2 separate regions of the Rattus norvegicus genome follow, and region 1 is linked to region 2. The links are chromatin contacts, called in public HiChIP or PLAC-seq maps. All regions are on one chromosome and are shown on one strand. The core of a region is the stretch at or near the end of the contact, and the rest is flanking DNA. Distances in the headings are between cores, read along the strand shown. Region 1 overlaps Lrrc28 (leucine rich repeat containing 28). Region 2 overlaps Mef2a (myocyte enhancer factor 2a).

The links. HiChIP or PLAC-seq counts read pairs in DNA pulled down with a chosen protein or histone mark.
Region 1: an H3K27ac HiChIP or PLAC-seq map of oligodendrocytes shows a contact between it and region 2, with 5 times the contacts expected there. The contact joins two enhancer-like sites. A contact is called at or near these places in 7 of 12 Hi-C or Micro-C datasets (the A7r5 cell line, the Rat2 cell line, kidney and 3 more) and 1 of 1 datasets of contacts at active chromatin or transcription factors (oligodendrocytes).

What each region holds. Positions count from the first base shown.
Region 1 is chr1:130,634,401-130,642,088 of GRCr8, reverse strand. Lrrc28 (leucine rich repeat containing 28) reads left to right here. Exons shown (of 10, transcript NM_001108486.1): 3 at 4,194-4,234. Among named protein-coding and RNA genes, the nearest start is that of Lrrc28, 18 kb to the left of the region's middle. Within about 2 kb of position 1,793, at least 4 of the 93 cell types and tissues checked have an H3K27ac peak or open chromatin away from gene starts, as enhancers often do.
Region 2 is chr1:130,260,804-130,268,200 of GRCr8, reverse strand. Mef2a (myocyte enhancer factor 2a) reads left to right here. Exons shown (of 11, transcript NM_001014035.2): 9 at 515-641; 10 at 4,509-4,635; 11 at 6,073-7,397. The coding sequence ends at 6,442. Among named protein-coding and RNA genes, the nearest start is that of Lysmd4, 15 kb to the right of the region's middle. Within about 2 kb of position 5,755, at least 31 of the 93 cell types and tissues checked have an H3K27ac peak or open chromatin away from gene starts, as enhancers often do.

The sequences.
Region 1 (7,688 bases), core at 544-3,043, 380 kb before region 2:
AACTAAAAGTTGTTGAATTGAGCTAATTCCTGTGTAGTGTGAAATAAGGACACAGACCATTCCTTTTAATTTCTTTAACTGTTCTAAGAGCCTAAACTTGTGACTTCTGTGAGATGTGTTATTAGATGTTAGGTTGCAGCAGGTGCTGAACCTTGGGTCCTAGTAGCTTATAGCCACTAGGTATTTCTTATTCCTAAGGGATGCAAACAGTTGCAGATTATTTGAGTACTCTGGCTTGAGGTATTTTCCCTCAGGGGTGAACCCTAACAAAGCTGTTACCATCTTGAAGTCACTGTGGAGCAGGCAGTTTCTTTTGAGAGACTAGGAGTTAGACTTCTGGGAGGTAAACAGACAGGGAGAGGGTCAGGGTTAAGGAGACAGGTTCCCAAGATGGCCAGGTTTTCCTTACCCTCCTGACTTAAGAAAAAAGCCTGACAGCTTAAAACAAAGCCTTGTAGGCTTTTATCTCCTAGAAGGCCAAGTCACACAAGAGGTGTAGGCCATCTGTCCATCCTGTCTTTCTTCAAACTGACCAACCCTAAGGGAAGAAAAGTTCTTCAAAGACTTAAAAACCCCAACCCTTGAGAAGAGACTGGATTTTTTGGCTTTGTGAGTGTTCTGCCCACTTTCTAGGGGCCTTTTTCTCTGTGTGTCTGCTGGAAGCCTGTGTTTTTCCTCATCCCCATTAAATGCCTTTCCTTGACAGCAAATTCTGTATGCTCCTGTTAGCAGTGTTTGAGATGATTCTACCTGGCTTAAGATTTTTCCTGCCGTTTAATTCTTTAGTTGGCAGGAAAGAAAAACAAAACAAGCAAACAAACAAAAAAATCCCAAACCTCGAGCCTGACGAAGCCCCCTAGACTGTATCATTTTTGCCCTAGTTTCTGAAGGAGAGGAGTAGGAAGGGCAGTCTCTACTACAGAATGTCACAGATCTGTTGTGGTTTATAAAACACATGAAATAGAGCTGGAGAGATGGTTCAGTGGTTAAGAGCACTGACTGCTCTTCTAGAGGTCCTGAGTTCAATTCCCAGCAACCACATGGTGGCTCACAATCATCTGTAATGGGATCTGACTCCCTCTTCTGGTGTGTCTGGAGACAGCTACAGTGTACTTATATATAATAAATAAATAAATCTTTAAAAAAAATAGATGGGTTGGGGATTTAGCTCAGCGGTAGAGCGCTTGCCTAGCATGCGCAAGGCCCTGGGTTTGGTCCCCAGCTCCGAAAAAAAAAGCAAAAAAAAAAAAAAAAAAAAAAAGATGAAATACTTGTCCCAAGTTATAAACATTTAAAAGTCTTCACATTTAAGGGGAGTTTGAAAGCAACATTTTATGCCAGCTATACATAAAAAAGTTTACTTTTGCATTGGAAGCACTGCATGAAGCAAATTTATTGATATAAATGTTAATGGAATTTCTATTTTCCATGTACCGAAAATGTGGGATTAGAAAGGAGGGAGTGATATTACAGAGCACCAGTAGGGGGCAGTCACGGCCTGCTCACAGATGAATGAAGTTTCTTAGGCACCAGTAGGGGGCAGTCACGGCCTGCTCAATAGGCGCTGTTTCCTAGGCTGTTTGAGAGATGCGTTTACTTATTTTGTATTTTCAAAAGGCAGTCTTCTCATGGACCACAGTCTTCTCAAAGTTAGTATACCTGCTTTTAAATAAAAACACAATGTATTTAACTTGTCAGTAAGCTCACACTGATGCCTGTCAGTAGCAGAAGTATGGTGTCAGTGTTTTGTATATAGCTCTAACTCAAAAAGCAAACTAAAAGCAAAGCAGTGTATCATAGAATGCTGTGTGATCGAGTCAAGTAAGCAGAGCGTCGTGTAAGCCAACCACCAACAATGTTGATGCTCCACACATGAAACCCGATAACGGTCTGAGCATTTCTTCCCTGCTGATTGCTTTACAGTTCTCTAGTGTTGCTAGGTATGCCCATAAATGGAAGCATGTGTTGTTACGAGGAAAGATACCAATACTAAAAGACCATATAGGGATTTGGCTAGATCCACTTGTGACACTGAAGGAGTAAGTTTGAGTGTATACTGTGTGAACTCACAGCTTGTACAGCTTAAATGTTTAAGTTGTTCTGTCAACAGTCAGAACTCAAAACTTCAGTTGTTTCACAATGTCTGTGTTTACTAATGCAGCTTATGACAAAAGGCCATGGCGATGTATATATAAGCAGTTGGAATGTATCTGTATGCCTGTATGAAATTGTTATTTTCTTATGTAAAATAAAACCAGTGGTTCCCATTGTGTTTAGGGTTTTAAAAAAAAATCTATGCCTTAGAATAAAATATAAGCCCACGTATTAGTCACATCTCTTTTCATGGTGGCCCATCTTTCCCACCTCCCAAACTAGGCCTTACTTCCTGAGGCTGTACAATATTCCCCAAAGAGCACCACCATCCAGGGACCAAATGTTTAAGCATGGGTCTGTAGTAATGTCTTACATTAAAACCTAACAGTTCTTGCCATTTTGTGCAAAAGTATCTTTATACTTGATTTTTACTTGGCTCAGTTTTTAAATTTACATGCGCTTGGGGGAGTATGTGTGTGTGTGAGTACAGGTGTCCAAGGAGACCAGACGAGGGCGTCAGAGTTCCTGGAGCTGGAATTATAGGTGGCTGTGACCTCCAGACGTAGGCTCAAGAGCAGAATGTGTTTCGAATGACTTTCTGTTGCCCTGATGAGGCAGCTGCTGCAGTAGCCGCTGAGGACTCACATCCTGAGCTGCAAGAAGGAGTACAGAACCAACTTGGACTGACAGACCTTGGAAACCCGAGCTTTGCCTCCTGTGACACGCTTCCTCCAGCAGGACCATAGCTCCTAAACCTGCACAAACAGAGGCACCAACCATGGAGGGACACCTCATTCAAACCATCGCATATTCTTAAGGCTGGCCAGCCCCTCAATATAACAGGATTTATAAAACCCAATATGTCCTAAGGCATTACCGACCAAATGATAATTTTCTAAACACCCCTTTCTCTTCCCCCTTGTCACATGTTACTTCCTGTGCCCAGAAGGTGAACCACAGACCCCCACCCTTCCACCTCATGCCAATCTCATATTTGTCTTTAAGAATCCATGTCAGACAAGGTTTTGTTTTTGTTTTCTGAAAGCCATTCCTGGTTCTGCCATTGAAGCCAGCTTACCTTTTGGTGTTTGGGGGATGTGGAATGAAAAAACATAACACGTGTGTCCTTCAGTTTCCATAGTGCACCTCTTTATGTACGTGTAAATCTGAACCATACAGGAGCAACCCTCCCACAGCCCCGTTCTTTTCAACCGTTGAGTAGAATTGTAGCAGTTTTCCCTTGGAAAAGGACCCCCATCCACCTCCCCACACATCGCCTACTTCATCAGTCTGCCGTTCCCTCTAAGATGCCAGCTCAGGGCCAAAGTGTGGGATCACAGTCCTTCTTTCTATCCATTCTCTACCTTCTCGGGTCTCAGTGCCCCAGAGATGCCTATCTGTGGCAGCAGGGGTGTGGGAATTGGGGTAGTGAGGGCTGTTATTGGAGGCCACCATAACAAAGTAGTACAAACAGCAGTGCATTGCTCACACTTTGGAAGCAAGCATCCAAAATTAGGGTGTGGTCATCAGGGTGGGGTTCCCTTTTTTTCTGAGCCCTTCTCTCTGTGTAGGCTGTTGATAGTCTCTGGAATTCCTTGTGCATGTTTTCCTCTTTAGCTTCTCAACCTCTCACCATGGCCGCCTTCCTTCTGTCTCCTGAGAGGTGCCTGGTTTCTCTAAGGAAGGAAGCAGTTTTCAACCTGTAGGTAGCAACCACTTTGGGGTTGAACAACATTTTCACAGGGGTGACCTAAGAATGTTGGAAAACAGATATTTATGCTATGATTTATAACAGCAAAATCAGTTATGAAGTAGCAATAAAAATAATGGTTGGGGGTCACTGCAACATGAGGAACTGTATTAAAAGGTCACAGCATTAGAAAGGCTGAGGACAAATGTGAACAAAGGCTGCTGACTTTAACTGTTTGACTATACTAAGTGTCGCGTGGTCAGTGTAAGAATGAATCCCAAACGTACTGTTACTATTTTCACATTTCTCAAAATTTATATCCCAAGAAGATATTCTGTTATGCTTAAGTTAATTAAAAATGTTAATACTTTTTAAAGATAAAATTTAATTCTGAGTTTTTGATTTTCAGCCAGAAAACCTTGCTCAGAAGCTTCCAAACCTTGTGGAACTGTGAGTGTGTTTATTCATATTTTTAAACATAAGAATGGGGACTTTAAGTAATTTGAAATGGTAGGACACATAATTTTAATAGATTCATTTATCACTTTTGGGTGTGGTTGTCATGCTGCTGCTATGGGTAGGTCGGAGGCTTTGCTAGCCCCTGTGGTATGTGAGAGCCTTTAATATGTTGAAACAGCTCAGCTCTGACAATGAAGATGCTCTGGGTACAGCGTGTTTGCCTTCTTCTGGGAAGTGCATGCTCCTGGGAGAGTCCCTACCCTTGTTATTCCTATGTCCAACTGGACACAGGCTCCCTGAGGGCTGGTAGTGATGCCTCCGCCCACTTCCTCCAATTCCTCCAATTCCTCCAATTCCTCCATGTCTCAGTAGACTCAGTGCTTTTGATGATCACCTTCATAATGCTACAAAACTTACCTTTTTGTTTCTGTTTTCTTAAGGTGTAGGGAGAGCAGAGTTTCCCCACTGAGATGCATCTTAAGACCCCTCCATGCTTTTGTCAATTATTTTTAATGCTTTGTATATGAGTATGTACAGTGTCTGTAGCAGTATATATCTAAAAGTCCACTTTACCCGATGAGGTCATTGGGTGCACCCATGGCTCTGCACCCACCCAAGAGCTCTGAATTCACGAATAAAAGAATTCATGAATGAAAGACGTGCACACCCAACCTTTCTATTTTAATATGCCTTAGCTCAGTGGTTGGGCACTTCCAGCGCTCCCCACAGCTAGCACACACACCCCTCTGGTATTCCTGAGTTAACACTCTCTAAATCTATATTTTATTGCCCTCTTTCCTTCTGGGCAGCCCTCCCAAGGGGTTGCTTTCACCTTGCATCCACATTTTGGCTATCTCACCCTCCTGCTCCTTCACAGTGTGGTCCATCCTATGCCCCTGTCATGGCATACTCCCTTCTCTCTCCCTTGCATTTCTTGCCCAGGAATCTAAAAGTCCTGCCTCTGTCTCCCTACCCAGCAGTGGGCCTCTAGCAACTTCATTTTCCAATCAGAGCCAATTGGGGGCAGGCTTCCTTTAGCCTCTGTTCAGGACACTGCATGTAGGGTTTTTGGCAACATAATTTGCATGAGAAAACAGGCCACTTTGTGGCAGAACCTTCCCCTAATGAATAAAAATTTCAAGGAACCAGTCACTGGGTGAAAAGGAGGTGGGACTAACGAGTTGGAGAGAGAAAGAGGGGAAGCAGGAGAAAGTTACTTCCTTTTGGACAGGAGAGAGAATAGAGGCACAAGGTAGGTAGCAGCCGCCCCTGGTCCAGATGGTGGATCCACTGGGATTTATAACTTAGAATAGCTTATAAAATTAGGATGCTAGTTTCTGCGCCCAGCAATTGTGTTACCTGTTGATTCTAAACTAAGACTGTGTGGCTTTTTCTTTCATGCGGTGACTCAACTGGGTTCCAGAGAAAGGTGCAGCGGCAGGGCACTCAAGCCAGCCATGAGAATTTGGAAGAATTTGGAATTGTGGGGCATGTGTGGCAACATCCACCATGGGAACTTAGCGAGTCAGGTGGACAGATTTTGGAGCTCTGAGTCAGAGTCTTCTGGGCTGAGAACAGGCAGGCCTGTCCACTGGTGCCTTGCAACACCGCTGCATATGCCCACCTTACTCTCTCGGAACAGGGCCTGCCACTGAACCATAGTGTGCCTTTCAGACTCTGCTGGCTGACTGGTTAGCAAGCTCTCAGGATCTTTCTGTCCTTGGCCTCCAATGCTAAGGTTACAGACACACCAAGAGCTCTCTTTCATGTGGGTTCTGGGTATTGAAACTCTGGTCCTTATGCTTGCAGAACAAGCACGTTCACCACCAAAACATCTCCTAGCTTCACTTTTTTTGTTTTGTGTGTTTGAGTTAGGGTTTCTCTGTGTAGACCTGACTGTTCTAGAACTTACTCTATACACCAGGATGGCCTCAAACTCAAGAGATCTGAGTGCTTCTGACTCCTGGGTACTAGGGTTAAAGGCATTGGCCACCACCACCATAGCCTGGCCACTTTTGTTTTTTTTTTTTTTTTTTTTTTGGGTTCTTCCCCCCCCCCCCCCCCCAGCTGGGGACCGAACCCACGGCTTTGCGCTTCCTAGGTAAGCGCTCTACCACTGAGCTAAATCCCCAGCCCCCACTTTTGTTTTTTAATGTGTGGTCTTTTGAATAAGAATGGCTATTATAAGCTCACACATTTGAATGCTTAACCACCAGGGCGTGGCACTATTTGAAATGATTAGAAGGATCAGGAGTTGGGGCCTTATCAGAAGAAGTGTGTCCTGGTGCCATCTTCACAGCAGTAGAATAGTCACTGAGGCATAGTGATTCATGGATTTGTATCTAATTTACCTTCGGGGAAATAAAAGCTTAGCATATATTTTCTGTACTAATTTCATTGTATGGAAAGCTGTATTTAATTTCATTTCAGAAAGATGTCTGTTTCTGTTCCTTGCTCTGTATGTTATTTGGTCTGAGTGTTGGGGAGATAGAGGAAAAGCAAACGTCCTGCATCCATCTTTGCACTGAGTCTCGTCATTGTCATCTGTCCCATCCTGTTATTCCGAAACTCTTCAAACTGACCAAAGAAAGATAAAAGCATAGTCCAGCGAACACCCACAGGCTGTCACCAAAATGTACCCACACTCAACACTTCCGCTGGGGTTTCCTTGTCCTTCCTCCTGCCTGTGTAGCGTGTGCTAAGTGACAGGAAAGCATCCCAGGCAGCTGCCACTTCCACACCAGGGCGCAGTCAATCCAGTGCTATCTGTCTGATGATTTCCCTCTTATTGAACAGATCTTCATGTCAATTAGAGGAGTCTGAGTCTAGCCTGAGTCTCTGGGTGGGTGTTGAGACACACCTCGACCTCTCCATTGTCAGCCGCATGACTTCTGCTCTAGCCTTCACTTCTTGCCTATGTAGGACTTGATCCCAAGGCCTTCTCAGATCTTAAGTTGCTCGTTGTCTTAGTTAGGTTTCACTGCTGTGAACAGACACCATGACCAAGGCAAGTCTTACAAAAGATAAAATTTCATTGGGCTTGGCCCACAGGTTCAGAGGTTCAGTCCACTATGATCAAGGTGGGAACATGGCAGCATCCAGGCAGGCATGGGGCAGGCAGAGCTGAGAGTTCTACATCTTCATCTGAAGGCTGCTAGTGGAAGACTGACCTCCAGGCAGCTAGGGTGAGGGTCTGAAAGCCCACACTCACAGTGACACACCCACTCCAACAGGGTCACACCTTCTAATAGTGCCACTCCCTAGGCCAAGCATGTACAAACCATCATATTCATTCTCCCAGCTCTGCACCTGCATACATCCCACATGTGCCTGTCCCCTGCTGGGTTGCCAGAGCCCTCATGGGCTCTCCGTACCAGCTTTTCCTTCAAGCTCTCTGGTCTGTGTATTATTTGCCATAGTTGTTTTTTACTGCCCAGCAAAGCTA
Region 2 (7,397 bases), core at 4,506-7,005:
CATGTGGGAAGCCATAACACAAGCTACATGGACTAAGCCACAACTAAAGCATTAGTGTATAAGGACTGCAAAGGAAGTAGCTTTGATTCCTGTAGTCCTAGATTTATAATCTCATATAGACAAGTTACTTTTGCTGCCATCAGCTATTTAAAACACACGCAGACCTCATTAAATGTAGCTGAACAATACTTGTAATGATATCAGATCCTCATTAAGCTATCACACAAAAGTGTAATCACCCATAAGGTAAGTTTCTATTTTAAGACATGCATCTAGGATTAATATGCTGTAGTCTTAAAGGGGAAAATGAATAATTAATACAAAGATAGATCTCTTAATTATTTAGCTATTCCCATTAATATCTTTAAGGTTTTCATATCACTGTTTCAAGAAATAATGATATTCACATAAAACTGTGAAGTGTCACATTTAAATTGGAAGTTATTTTTAAAATATTTAGTCTGAACTAAATATCACATAATTACACTTAATCTTTTTTTCTGATCTCTCACAGAATGCCCAAAGGATAAGTAGTTCTCAAGCCACACAACCTCTTGCCACGCCCGTGGTGTCTGTGACAACTCCAAGCTTGCCTCCGCAGGGACTAGTGTACTCGGCCATGCCGACAGCCTACAACACTGGTGAGCCGACTCGGGGCCCTTCCTGACTCTGTTCTTGGCCTTTTCTAAACAAGATGTACTTTTGTAATTTTTTAGCATGTTTATTGATAATGCTATCTCTGGGTTTTTTGTTTCAATTTTAAATATATTTTTTTAAAAATGCTAAAACTTTAAAAAGTTGCATAAAATAAGTTGATAATAGAATGAAGTAAGTTATTTCTCCAACATGAGCTTTTACTGCTTTTATTTCTTGAGGGGCAGGGGGTTGAGACAGGGTTTCTCTGTGTAGCCTTGGTTGTCCTAGAACTCACTCTGTAGGCCATGCTGGTCTCAAAAGCATTCCCCTGCTTCTCAAGTGCTGGGATTGAAGGTGTGTACCACTATGTCTGACTTTTACTGATTCTTAAGAAAGAAGCAAGTAGATGTTGTCAACTCTAGCACACATTCAGCCAAGAAAGGTAGGAGGCAAATTGCTTCGGTATTTTTATGAAGTCTTTTCTTGCACAGTATCTTGTTCCTCCTCAACTTTGAAATCAGATTGTTTTGTCTTTATGCTGTAAACCTGCTCTGGGAAAGGGTAGAGGTCTCTTAGGGGTATGGAAGGTGCTTCAGTGTGGCAGGCGATGTGTGTTTTTTCTCCTGTAGCTACTGGCTTGGTCTATGTTGTTTGTACCTGTGGAGGAGAATGAGCTCTTGTTTCTCCCCACAGCCAGTCGCTTTGCTGCTGAGAAGAGGTTTTCATTCATTTGTTTCTTTGTTTTGTTTTGTCTCGGACTTCTCATCTTAAAATAGTCTCAAGACAGAAGGCTGTTAAAGTTTAGGAGTAGCTGGGCAGTGGTAGCACACACCTTTTACCACAGCACTTGTGGTGGGGAGTAGGGTAGAGGCAGGCAGATCTCTGAGTTCAAGGCTAGCTGTTCTACAGAGTGAGTTCCAAAACAGCCAGGGCTTTACAGAGAACCCCCTGGTCTTGAAGCGCACACACACACACACACACACACACACACACACACACACACACACACAAAGAGAGACGAGAGAGACACAGATACAGACAGACAGACACAGAGAGAGATAAGGAGGATCCCAGTGATGGGGAGGGATGCTGCTAGCCTAGCCAGATGGCCCATATGAAGAACTGGTGTACAGCAGAGAGTTCACTATTGGGTCTATCATTCTAAGACAGGTAGAAAGCACATGCAGTTTCACTTTCTCCCCATTTGGGCCAAATTCCTGTGGCTCTGGGAAAGGAAGGAAGGAAGGAAGGATGGATGGACGGACGGACGGACGGACGGAGGAAAAAAAAGAAAGAACACCTTTTCTGTCATCAGAAGGCTGCATCGCGGGGCTGGAGAGATGGCTCAGTGGTTAAGAGCACTGACTGCTCTACCAGAGGTCCTGAGTTCAATTCCTAGCAACCACATGGTGGCTCACAACCATCTGTAATGAGATCTGATGCCCTCTTCTGGTGTGTCTGAAGAGAGTGACAGGGTACTCACTTATAAATAAAATCTTAAAAAAAAAAAAAAAAAGAGTCTCCTTTATGACGCTCAGAAGTGGACTGTGGCGGAGATCACCTAATTTTAGACTTCAGAGTAAATGCTTTGGCATCAGTACTAAAACTGCTATGTGGGGCTACCTGGAGGGTCAAGCAGTTTATACCTCTGATTGGCACTTTAACTCCAGGGCTAGTTCTTTCCAAACAACTTGTAATGGTCTTGTTGGCAAAGCCTAGGGGATGACCTTTACCTTCCCAGGTACCTGTATGAAAACAAACTGCTCCAGTCTATCAGATGCTTAGTAGCCTGTGAATTGTAGCCCATTGTTTGTCTTGCACAGAACTAATTTCAGAAAAGACCAGAGCTTGAACACTTAGAGAAATTCTGTTCGAGTTCATCAGTTACTTGCTGCAGAAGAGATTTTGAGTTAAGGGCAGATCTTTTTTACAGATGAGGAGCAGACACAGCTTAGTTGGTCAGCATTTGTAGGAAAGTTCTGCACTGTTAGACTTTCTAGTTTGTGCTGAGGTTGAGAAGCTAGGAAAGAAGGGAGCTAGAGAGGTTGGGTACACAGATGCGTGTCGCTGAGGAGGCCCAGTGTGGATTGAGTATCAGAGTTAGACTGCAGTATTCTGTGTGCCTCATTGCATGCCTTCCAGCATTCTCAAAATTCTACTGTGATACTACTCGTTTTTAAAAACACCATTAGTTTCTAAAGAATGTATATATGTATAAGCACTTTTTAATATTGCATACATATATTTTTACCGAGTCTCCAAGGAATTACTGAAACACATAAAAAGTGGGTGGAGTCGGGCGCCCTTAAAATCATGACTAAGCATGAGTCTCATTCCATCTGAGGTCACTGTCATTCTCCTCCCTAGAATAGCTGTTTCCTTTTGTGTTTTCTCTTTTCCCATATTATTGTGTATATTTTTTTTTTCTGTAGATTCTTAGTGTCAAGTCCACCATGCCAGGCAGTAAGTAAAGATATGAATAAAGGAGCAACTTTCAAAAATAGCCTGTGGTCTCATGGACACTTCCTCATGCCCTCAGTAACATCACTCCAGCTTTAAAAAGCATTAGCACGTCTGACAGGTGCCCTGGCAGGCCCTGTAAATAAAGTGTGTAGTCTTGTAGTGGAACTGAGGTCTGCCATAAGAAAGACCCTTAGCACTGGGAAAGTCCTGTTCCTATTGTGTCAGCACGGACATAGGCAGGAGGCCACCAGCCAGAGCAAGGTGAGTGTCACACGAAGGGCAGTGAGAGTTGAGCTGGAAGAGTGGGATTTGTTGGGTATGTTGCAGAGCATTACGATCATATTGTTGTTTTCAGACATGTCAGTTTTGGCTCTAATGGCCGAGTGGTCATAGGAGATGGCTCTTTGGTTAAGACTTGGTGCTAGTCTTGCAGAGGATCCATGTTTGGACCCCTCACCCACTTTAGGCAGCTTATAACTGCCTGTAACTCCAGCTCCAGGGGAGTCCAGCACCCTCTTCTGTCCTCTGTGGGAACCTTTACTCATGTGTACAGATACCCAGACACATAACTAAAATGATAAAAACAAGTCTTGTCTTTTAAGTGAGTGCCAATAGGTCGTAGAAAGGTTGTTTAGTGGTCCAAGTAATGGTTTACTGGTGGCTTAGACCAGAGTATTAGATTACATTGGAACCTCCTCAAGCTAAAGGGACAGCAAGGTAGAATTGACTAGAGTTGTTGATAGCTCAGGTTAAGCATGCAGCAGAGAAATAATGTGAACACTCGGTTTTTCTTGGCATGAGCCATTGGGTATGTTGGTGCAACTTATCAAGAAAGGAAAGACAGCTTTGAGAACATGAGTTCAGTTTGGGTTATGCCAGAATTAAGGTGTTTATGGAGATGGTCAAGTGGGTCTCTGGACAGGCCAAGAAGCCAAGAGAGAATTATGGACTGGAAGGGTTACTAGAGTAGACATCAGGCTAGAGGACCAACTGCTTTAAACACCTTTTTTGAAACATGAGAAAAAAGTTAAAAGTAGCAGTCTCTGCCTCCTTTCTTCAGAACTAAATGGAAACCCTGTGTTGATGATGAATTAAAGTAAGTACATGTAAGCAGTATCTAACAACCTAAGCCTTGGTCACAGTAATTGTGACTGAAGCATTCGTAGAAAATGACTTGTATGTCATAGAAAGATGTTCATGAATTTGAGGTGACATGTGCAGTCGGGGAGCTCCTGAAGCAAATGTAGTTGATTGTGTTGTGTATTCGTTCAGCAAGAAATGGTTCGTCCTTCCTGTCCTGCTGAGCATCAACGCCTGTCAATGCAGGTTCAATACAGTGTTCCAGTGTCTATCTTTTCCCAAGGGCCAGGTATATTTATCTGTGTAGTAATAATATCCTTCTTTTGTAGATTACTCATTGACCAGCGCTGACCTGTCCGCCCTGCAAGGCTTTACTTCCCCTGGAATGCTGTCTCTGGGGCAGGCTTCAGCCTGGCAGCAGCACCATCTAGGACAAGCGGCCCTCAGCTCTCTAGTGTGAGTAACTGGGAATTTTCCTGATCTTTTGCACTTGGCCTGCCCATACTTGTGTCAGTCCTCTTTGACTTTGTGGGCTGTCAGGAACAAGCCCTGCCATGACCCTCGCTTATGTTCACACAAGGGTCAGGAGAGAGTGTCTTCTTAACAGAGCTCTAGATAGCAGTGTGGGTGCTGAGGAACCAGGCGCTCCTTGAAGGGATCTGTGGAGCAAAACTTTTCTTATTAAATGTGGAGAGTCTCTGATGGTACCAAGGGAACCCTACAATGCAGATGGCACCTGCAGGCTCCCTTCTCACTCACTGCCAGATGAATAAGCCATTGTGTCCCAGCATGATCTCTGAGTTTGCTTTCTGAGGAAAGGGAGCTGAAAACATTTAGGCTCATCTGCATTCTCTCCTTTGCTTTGGAGAAGAGGACAGCAAGCTTATGCATTCTCCTTGGATCTTAGTAGAAGAAAAATAGAATTGAAAATATTCTGTGTATGAGTCCAGTGCCATAGGATTCATTTGATTGTTTCTGGCCCAGTTTACAAACTACTTCATTCATAAGAGGAATGTTCCTTATAGGCAAGGTATAAAGCAGAGAAGATTTATGATGGTGCCAAGAAGAGGCCAGACTCCCTGAACATCAGAAGGAACAAGTACAGGAGGGCATCCCGAAGAGGGACAGCATAGCACCAGCTAGCTGGCTGCTTTGCACTTGATCAGGCCTGGGCACCCTAGCCTCCTGCACATAGTGCCCAGAGAGCTAGCAACTCCTTTCTCTTGGGCAGTGAAAGAACTGCACGTGTGGACTGTCACCAGTGTCACTCTAGAGAACTGTGTGGCGCATGGAAGTGCCAAGTGCCTTAGGGAGGTGTGTGCTATTGAAGCCCTAGGCTGTCCTGAGTGAGTCATGGAAAGCTGGGCAGCCAGTGCTGCCTGTCATCCCAGCTGCTCAAGAAGCGGGGAGCTGGGAATTGAAGACCATCCCTGGGCAACACGGGAGGCATGGTGACAGAAGAATAAATAAAAACAAGTCCAGGAAATAAGTAGAAAGGCCCTAGACTCGGAAGTCCTGTCTCACATACTACCACGCACATTCCTAGCCTTTCTGAAACTACTTGTTCTCATGAAAATGAGGATGACTCAGTGTACATCTCATGGCTGTTGGGAAAGCATGAGATGTGCTTGTCATAGAGCCCAGTACAGAAGATCCTGAGGGATGGGAGATAGAAAACAGAATTCAAGGTCCATGTTGTTGTTACAACACCTGATACTAAAACTGGGGTTTTTTTCAGAGTTGAGATGCAAAAGTAAGGGATCTTAGACCCTCAGTCTTCGCAGGTCTTCTCAGGCAGACAGTTTGCTGAGCTTTGTTGAGGTAAACAGCTTTGTTTGGGTGAGGTAAACAGATGTGCTGTCAAACCATCTCACCACTGTTGTTTCTCTACAGGGCTGGAGGGCAGTTATCTCAGGGTTCAAATTTGTCCATTAACACCAACCAGAACATCAACATTAAGTCAGAGCCAATTTCACCTCCCCGTGATAGAATGACCCCATCAGGCTTCCAGCAGCAGCAGCAGCAGCAGCCACAGCAGCAACCACCGCCACAACCTCCACAGCCCCAGCCCCAACCCCGGCAGGAAATGGGGCGCTCCCCTGTGGACAGTCTGAGCAGCTCTAGCAGCTCCTACGATGGCAGTGACCGGGAGGATCCACGGGGCGACTTCCATTCTCCAATTGTGCTTGGCCGACCTCCAAATGCTGAGGACAGAGAAAGCCCCTCTGTAAAACGCATGAGGATGGACACATGGGTGACCTAAGGCTTCCTGGTTCATGTCTGTTCTTTGTGTTACTGCAGTGAACTGCCCTACATATCTTAAATTGGTGAATAAGGACATGAGTTCAATATATTTATATGTACATGCATACATATATATCCCTTTACATATATATGTATGTCGGTGTGAGTGTGTGTATGTGTGGGTGTGTGTTGCATACACAGAATCAGGCACTTACTGCGACTCCTTGTAGGTATGCAGATGTGTGCACACGGCACACAGAGCACCTTGTAGAGACAGACCAGCCTGGCACTTCCTTGGACTACTTGTCTCCTAAGATAAAGTTTTTGCAGAGAAACGTGTACCCATATATAATTCTTCCACATTAGCCTGCAGAAACCTAGGGGCCCCTATTTGTTTTATTTACCTGTGCGGTGACTGTAGTTACTTCAAAAAAAAAAAAAATTGCTTTGTAGAACAGAGCAGTAGAAAAGCAGGAACCAAGAAAGCAATACTGTACATAAAGTCATTTATATTAATAACCCAACCTGGCATGGGTCTATTGCAGAGGGGTGCATGGGCAAGGGCTGTCTATATTAAACAGACACAGTAAACAAAGAGCCCCACACATAACTGTTTTGCACGTGCAAAAAAATGTATTGGGTCAAAGAAGTGATTTTTAGCTATTAAAAAGAGAGAATAGAAAACACGCATGAAATATTCAGAAATACTAGCCTAGAAATATAGAGCATTAACAAAATAAAATTAATATATTAAGTTATAATTGGAATATGTCAGAAGTTTCTTTTACATTCATATCTTTAAAAATTAAAGAAACTGATTTTAGGTCATGTATATTTTATATGAAAGAAAACACCCTTAATGAATTGATGACTATATATAAAATTATATCCACTACTTTTGAACACATTCTGCTGAATTATTTATATAAGCCAAAGCTGTATGTTGTAACTTTTTTTTTTAAAGAATAGCTTTA